Linked DNA regions of Macaca mulatta: region 2 is linked to region 1. The links are chromatin contacts, called in public Hi-C maps. All regions are on one chromosome and are shown on one strand. The core of a region is the stretch at or near the end of the contact, and the rest is flanking DNA. Distances in the headings are between cores, read along the strand shown. Region 1 has its middle 190 kb from the start of CELF4. Region 2 holds the start of CELF4 (CUGBP Elav-like family member 4).

Region 1 (3,476 bases), core at 408-2,907:
TGTGTGGCTTCAACCACTTATCGTGACAGTGCCCTATCTAACAGTGATGATGAAACCCATCTCATAGTGTTGTTACGGGGATTATGAACCATATATGTGTGATGCCCAGAACTTAGTACATTCTCAGGAAATTGCTGTTGGAGATGATGAGGATAATAGGGTTGGTGTGGAGCAGCTGGGAATGATTAATTTTTGGGAAAAAAAAGTTGTTTTCATTCACTTTGCCTATGCCATTCTTCTTTCAGCATTTGGCGCAGCACTGACCCATTCCCATTCTCACCTCAAGACAAAAGCCTACATAGGTACCTTTGCAGAGCATTAAGAGAAGGAAAGTTATCTGGTCCAGCTCCCTTGAAATGAATTGCATAACTCTTTCAGCTATGTAGTGGCAGAATTAGGAAACGAATCTGGGTCTCTTACTTTGAGGTAAATGCTCCTTACCTTGCATTTCTTTATGGGATGAATATTATACATCACCTACAGAGATATGCATTTAAAAAGAGAAGTATGAGGAAGGCAATAATTAACCCAAACTAGAAGTGGTATTTCAGACATTTCTGTTTTATCAAATGAGACACTGTTGGGATATTGCTGGCATATACACCCTCCTGGTAGCTCTTGGAAGGGGCCAGCATTTTCCTATGAATTAGACTTGAGGTTTCCAACTCATGTGGGTTGAGATATTGACCCTTCAACCAAGTGGAGTTTGGGCTTCTTCAGGTTCCACATTCTCTCTCCTTCACCCTGAGTACCTTATGCAAATATGATCATTTTCTGTGAGTGCCGTGAAGTTAGAAAGTCTGGGAAGCATCAGCTTAGCTGGACTAGCTGATCCATAAGACCAGGCTTTGCCTGTGAAGAGCTAAACAATCAGCATATAACATTATTTGAGCTTCAGTTTCCCTGTCAGTGAAATTGATATAATTCTTATCTGGCAGTTTTGCTGTAAAGATTCATTGAGATAGTCCAGTATAGTGTCTAAAATAGCATAGATGCCTAAATTCACTGTGAGTAGAATGTACCACTATTTATTTATTTATTTTTGGTTTGTAATTTTATTTGTTAAAATAGAGAACACAAAGAACTTCTGGCTTTCCACTACTGTCACAGCTGACTGATTGAGCTTTGAGCTTTGGCTGTGACCTGTTTCTACCTTACGTCGAGTTCCATTTAATCCACCAGCAAAGACCTGGTCTGATGTGGTCACTATGGCTTAGGGTAGCAAAACTGGAGCTAGGCTCTGCTGTCCTCACTTCCTCAAAAGCACCCAGGGCTCAGCTCAGGCCTATCCCTGCACCCCAACCCCACCCCACTCCCCAGCTGCTGATCTCATTCTTTTGCCAGGGCCAATTATAATTAAAAGCAGATTTGTAGGGAGAAACATGCGTGCACACACAGCCAAAGCCTGGAATTGCTTACCCAAAAACAAGTTCCCTCCTCCTTCTGCTCCAGTTCTTCCGCCTTACCAAGAGTAGGGGAGGGAGGTGGAGAGAAGAAATGGGATTTGCATTGGGTGTGCTGAAGCAAGGTGATCCTGGACAAATGACAGGCAAGCAGTCATCCTCCACCTCGCTGGTCTTGGACTAGCTCAGGGCAGCAGCCTCAGGTTGCCCAGTGGAGTCCAGCCCAGCAGTAGCACTTGGCCTTCCCTCCCTTGGGGTGGGTCACTGTGGGTTGAGCCCAGCACCATGGGGGCCAGGGCTGGGCTGCTTGCCCACTGTACCTCATTATGTATTCCTTCATTGTTTCCTATGCAAATTAAGTTAATGAGAATTAGGAACATAATGGAGCCCATTCACCGTTCTAGTCGCTGGAAAATGGGTTTGACTACCAATTTTCCATTACAGCTGTTTTGTAATTACCGTGGAATACTCTGAATTCTAATGGAGACGCTGAGCTGCCTGACAGCCTCTTGACTACTTTTTTTTTTTCCGGAAGGTTGAAAAAAGGAAACTCAAACCCTATAACATAAAAGCCTTTCTATCAGAGTGGCTTGGTTTGCTTCTCCTATGGAGCTGTCCTCCACTGTTGCAGGAAGGATCTGCTCCCATCACTGGGGTCCTGACCTTTGCTGTGATTAGACTAGTTAACCTGTGGTGCCAGAGTTATCCCTTGCCTTGCAAGCAAGCAAAGCAGAGTTTGCATTTACACTCAGCCAGGAGTGGCCCTATGGGGCAGGCCAGGGCAGTCCAGGGTCCAAGTGCACCACTGCTCCTTGATCACCTGCTACCCAGCCTGCCTCTCCCACCTAGGACTCCAACAAAACACCTCCTCACTCACCTGTTGCTGTTTGAGACACTTAGGAGTAGAGGGGTTACCTTAGTCCATTTGGGCTGCAGTGTATTATAGACTGAGTAGCTTATAAACAACAGGAATTTATTTCTCAAAGTTCTGGAGGCTGGGAAGTCCAAGATTAAGGTGCCTGCAGACTCAGTGTTCGGTGAGTGCCTACTTCCTGGTTCATAGATAGCTGTCCTCTCACTGTAACCTCACGTGGCTGAAGGGGTGAGAGATCCCTTTGGGTCTTCTTTTATAAGGGCACTAATCCCATTCCCAAGTCACCTAATCACCTCCCAAAGACCCCACCTCCAAATGCCATCACATTGGGAATAGAGTTTCAACACATACATTGGGAGAGATGCAAATATTTAGTTATAGCATTTCACCCTGGCCCATCAAAATTCACGTACTTCTCACATGTTGTCAATTCAAAAGCCCAAAGTCTAAACTATCTTCTAAATATCATCTAATTCAGATATGGGTGAGACTCAAGGCATGAGTCATCCTGAGGCAAATTCCTCTCTAGCTGTGAATTTGTGAAATCAAACATGTCCTGTGCTTCCAAGATACCATGGAGGGACAGACATAGGATAGATAATCCTCTTCCAAAAGGGAGAAATAGGAAAGAAGAAAGGAGGAAGAGGTCCTGAGCAAGTCTAAAATCCAACAGGCAAATTACATTATCCCTTAAGGCTCCTTGGCTTGATGCTTTGCTCTCTAGGCACACGGTGGTGGGGTTTCTGTCTTCTAGACCCACTGAGGCAGCAGTCCTGCCTCTGCAGCTTTGCTGGACATGGGTTGGGCCCCCAAGGCTCTGGATAGCCCTGTTGCCTCGAATTTGGGCACAGCCCCTGCCACAGCTCTCATGGGATGGAGTTGTGTGCCTGATGCTCTCCCAGGCTACTATTGTATACTGGAGGCTCTATAGGTTTAGGGTCTCTGGGGGAACTCACCCCCACAGTTCTGGGCATTACCCTAGTGGGGTATATCTGTGGTGGTCCCAAACTTCCCTGTGGCCTTCCACCTGGGTTCCATGCCAGCAGCTCCAGGCAGTTCATCCTTTGGAATCTAGGTGGAGGTAGCTACACACCCAAAGCTTTGCTGGATACAGGGTAACCTCCACTAGGGCCCACTGAAGCCTCACTTAGGAGTGGCTGAATTGCTTGGAGCTGCAGTGTGGGGAGTGAAGCCAGTGA
Region 2 (3,885 bases), core at 319-2,818, 190 kb before region 1:
AAGCATTTAACTTGCCCACATAGCTCCAGCACCGATTCATCCCCGCTGCACATCCTATATATTACTGTTAGGAAGCGGAGCACTGGGCTAATTTCGTCACCCACCAGCCACCCACACACATTCTACAACTGAACACGTTTGGGGCTCTGCTTTAAAGATAATAAAACAAGGAGAAAACGGCAGGCTGCAGACAATTCCCATGACCACTTTCCTAAAAAGTTGCTGGGTTTTAATTCTTTGATTATTCTCTCTCCCCCTCCCCCAAGCACTCACTGTCAATGATCGCTTCAAGGGAAAAATAATGTACTATAAAGCTCTCTGCATGGTGAGTTTGGGATAAATTAGGGTACACCTTTCAAAATGCAAATCTCGCACACACATATTTTTTTTCCCAAAGCTCCGCTTTCCTGGGAAGGGGACTATCCAGGCTTGCCAGACCTCCACTCCACCCAGGGGATGGCTGGTTCCTTGCTAATTCTTGCCTTAGGTTTTATCACTGGTTCCTTCAAACATCCACCCCCCCAACCCCCAACACACACCACCATTCACACCACAATCAGATTATTGAGGCACACAGCTCGACAGGGAGAGTTTACTGTTACATTTAAATAAAAATATTTCTTTGAATTTGTCACCTCTCTCCCTTTTAGACGGCTGCGCTCCTGCTACTCTGGCCCGGAGCAAAGGATGAGGAGACCATCTCCTTTAGTATTTCAGCACCACGGCGATGGACAGCACCCTCGGTCCCCGGCCGGCCAGGAGCCGGAGAGTCCGTCCGCTCAGCGTCCTGGGCTCGACCGGTGCAGCCTTCCCCATCCCAATCTTTCAAGTCGCTGTACCCAAAAACCCAAGCCCCGTCTCCTCGATCCCCTCTCTCTTTCTCTTCATCGGCGCCCGCTGCTCTCTCCATGGCATCGTTCCTATCAGCACCTCGCCCAAAACCCAGCCTTGCCCCAGCGAGCAGCTCCCCACGCACCCCAGCTCTGGTCTCCGCTGCCCGAGCGCCTCCCTCCACGGCGCCCGCCCGAGGCTTCCTCTCGCTCAGTCAGCCGCTCGTCAGTCGCCGGCCGGCCGGTCGGCCGGCCCGCCCGCTCCTGCTCCCCGGCAAAGTTGGGAGGGAAAGGTGCACTCACCTTTGTGCATGCCTGTGAACCTGTCCTTCAGAACCGTAAGCTCGTAGATTTTGCCAAACTCCTCGAAGAGGGGCTTGAGGTCCTTCTCATCCAGGTTGCGGGGGATCTGCCCAATGAACAGCTTGATGGCATCGTGGTCCTTCATGGGAATGGTCGACGGGTTCCCCGGGCTGTGGCTTAATCCGTTCATGTGCCCGGCACTGCCCGGGCTGCTGCCGAGCCCGTTGGTACTGAGGCTTGCGTTGTCAGCCTGTCCGTTTGCTAACGTGGCCATCTTTATATACATAGAGAAAATCTTCTTTCCTTTTATTCTTTCTCGCTCGCACTCTCTCGCTCCTCTCGCTCGCTCGCTCGCGCTCACACACGCACACGCATACACACACTCGGGTTCTCTCCCCCTCGGTTTCTCTACACCTCGCTCTCCGCTCGCTCTCTGCTCTCTCTCTTTCTCCTCTTCTCTCGCTCGCTCGCGCTCGCGCTCTCTCTCCGCTCTCCCCCCTCTCTCTCTCCCTCCCTCCCTCTCTCTCCTCTCTCTCTCCCTCTCTCTCCCTCTCTCTCTCCTCTCTCCCTCGGTCTGATCTGATTTTTTTTTCTTTTTTTCTTTTTTTTTCTTTTTTTTTTTTTTTACATTGAACAGACAGGATCTCTGTCCTTTCCGTTTAAACAGGCTGGACCGGTTCAAGTTCCCAGCCAGACCAGGGGTGGGGGCGGCGAGTGTGCGCGCGCGGAGGAGGGCGCGGGGGGCCGGGAATGGGCGCGCTGTGGGGGCTCGCGCCGCGGCGGGCGGCGGCCGGGGGCAGGGCGGCGTGGGGCGGCGCCGGCCCCACCGCGCCTCCCCCGTCGGCGGCCCCGCGCCGTGGCGGTGGTACAGTCCGAGACGGCCCCCGGCTATAAATAGCGCCAGGCGCATGGCTCTTCGGGAGGCGCTGAGATTCCGGGCCCGGCGGCCGCGGGGAGCGGGTGTCTGTGAGGAGCCGGGCAGCCGGCCTCCTCTCTTTGCCTTTTGGGGGTTCTTTTTGTAATAGCAGCAGGTGTAACTTTTTGTATTTAAAAAACAGTGATTTTTATTTTCTTGTGGGTATGTAGGGGGGCTTTATCCACCAAGCTATGCTCTATTAGGGCGCCAGGCGGGCGAAGCAAAGGCAGGGATGGCGGGCGGGGCGGCGGCGGAGGTGGAATGGGCGCTTTTTTCTTCCATCTGGCTTCATTTATTTATTTATTTAGACTAGAAAAGCGAGCCGGCTTGGAGGGAGTCCGGCCGGGAATCCGAGCGCGCATTCATCAGTGTCGAGAGAAAAAAAGCTACATAAATGTATATTATGTGGATAAATCTATAGACAAGAGCTCTCTCGCGCGCGCTCTCTCCCTGTCTCTCTGTGTGTCTCTTTCTCTGTTTTTTTCCCTCCTCGCACCCCCAACCTGACAGAGCAGCCCCACATCTTCCTCCCGCCCGGCACCTACCGCCACCCGAGCCACCTGCCAGGATGGGGCTGGGAGCGGTCGGGCCGCGCCGGGGGGCCGAGGGACGGGGAGTAGAGACTCGGGGTCCGACCCCCACCCCAGCCCGCCTCCGAAGGCGGAAGGTGGGGGTCCCCGTCCCGGGCGGCCTCCCCCGCCCCGGAGAGCGCGGCCGGTCCGCCTGCGGCTGGCGGGAGGAAGGTAGGAGTCGGGCTCCCCTGCCCGCTCGCCCGCCGGAGGGGGAGGAAGGCGCTGGGCGCGGTGGCCGGTGAGCCGGCGCGGGGGACGGCTTGATTTGCCCTCGTCTGCTTTACGGGTTCAAATAGAATATATATTTTTTAATCACCATCAAAAGAATAAAGCCCCCGAATCGCTATCTGGGTTGCCGCCGCACCGGGACTCGCGCGGCGTGCGCTGCCCCCGCGGGTTTCGTTTTAGGCACCTACAGCTCCCGAGGTGCAAGGCGAAGTGGCTCCTGCCGTGGGGACCGGGGGTCCAGCCGCCCGGTCCGGACCCCGCCGGACTCCCCGCCAGGCCCGCTGGGGTTGGCACCTCGGCTGCGCGGGAGAGGGAGTGGCAGGCGCGGAGCCGCGAGCAGGGTCCGAGCAGCCCCGCCTCTGGGGGTGAATACTGGTGGTGAACTTGGCCGGGGTAGCAGATTTTCACGTTAATGATATTTACCTGCACCCCGTCCTCTCTCACGTTTGCTTCTTCAGGGCAGCCTCTTCGCTTCAGAAGCCTGGCAAATTAACGCGCCCGCTCCCCCGCGGGCTGCGGGGCTGGGAGCTGGGGCGGCGGGGCGGAGCGGCTGGCCTAACCCCTGCCGGCCCTCGACTGGCCACTTTGGGGTTTCAGGGTTTCTCTTTTTTTGCCCTCGGATTACATTACGTTACTAGAGGATTTGTCTGCAATTTTAATTAAAGAAATGAGACCCCAGCTGCCTGAAAACTCAGGCCAACCCCATTTGCTACAAGCACAATACGAGCTCTCCAGCGCCGGAGGAGGCCCGGAGGCCCGAGGTTCGCAGCCCCAGGCCCCGAGTCCGTCCAGGACACCTCTCTCTGAGGATCCCGGGGCCAAACCAAAGAGCAAGTATGATTTTTAGAACTGTGGAACTTCATCCTTTCATTTTAGCTTCTCCTGCCTTTGCTTGCTGGAATCGGGTGTAAGTATAGTTAATTCGTCACTTGGTTTCCCGGGCTTACGTTATCCGGTGTTATATGCTGGTCTAAGAATCGACCCAGTAGATGGACTCGAACAGAAACTCACATATAGAGCCTCTGCCATGTGGTGG

The links. A called contact is a pair of places that touch in the nucleus more often than the background predicts.
Region 2: a Hi-C map of fetal cortex germinal zone shows a contact between it and region 1, with 3 times the contacts expected there. The contact joins the promoter of CELF4 here to the enhancer-like site in region 1. A contact is called at or near these places in 2 of 14 Hi-C or Micro-C datasets (fetal cortex germinal zone and fetal cortical plate).

What each region holds. Positions count from the first base shown.
Region 1 is chr18:54,768,137-54,771,612 of T2T-MMU8v2.0, reverse strand. No RefSeq gene overlaps it. Among named protein-coding and RNA genes, the nearest start is that of CELF4, 190 kb to the left of the region's middle. Within about 2 kb of position 1,657, at least 6 of the 40 cell types and tissues checked have an H3K27ac peak or open chromatin away from gene starts, as enhancers often do. A contact at or near this core is called in fetal cortex germinal zone, where this site is marked.
Region 2 is chr18:54,961,797-54,965,681 of T2T-MMU8v2.0, reverse strand. CELF4 (CUGBP Elav-like family member 4) reads right to left here and starts at 1,568. Exons shown (of 13, transcript XR_003724651.2): 1 at 1,134-1,568.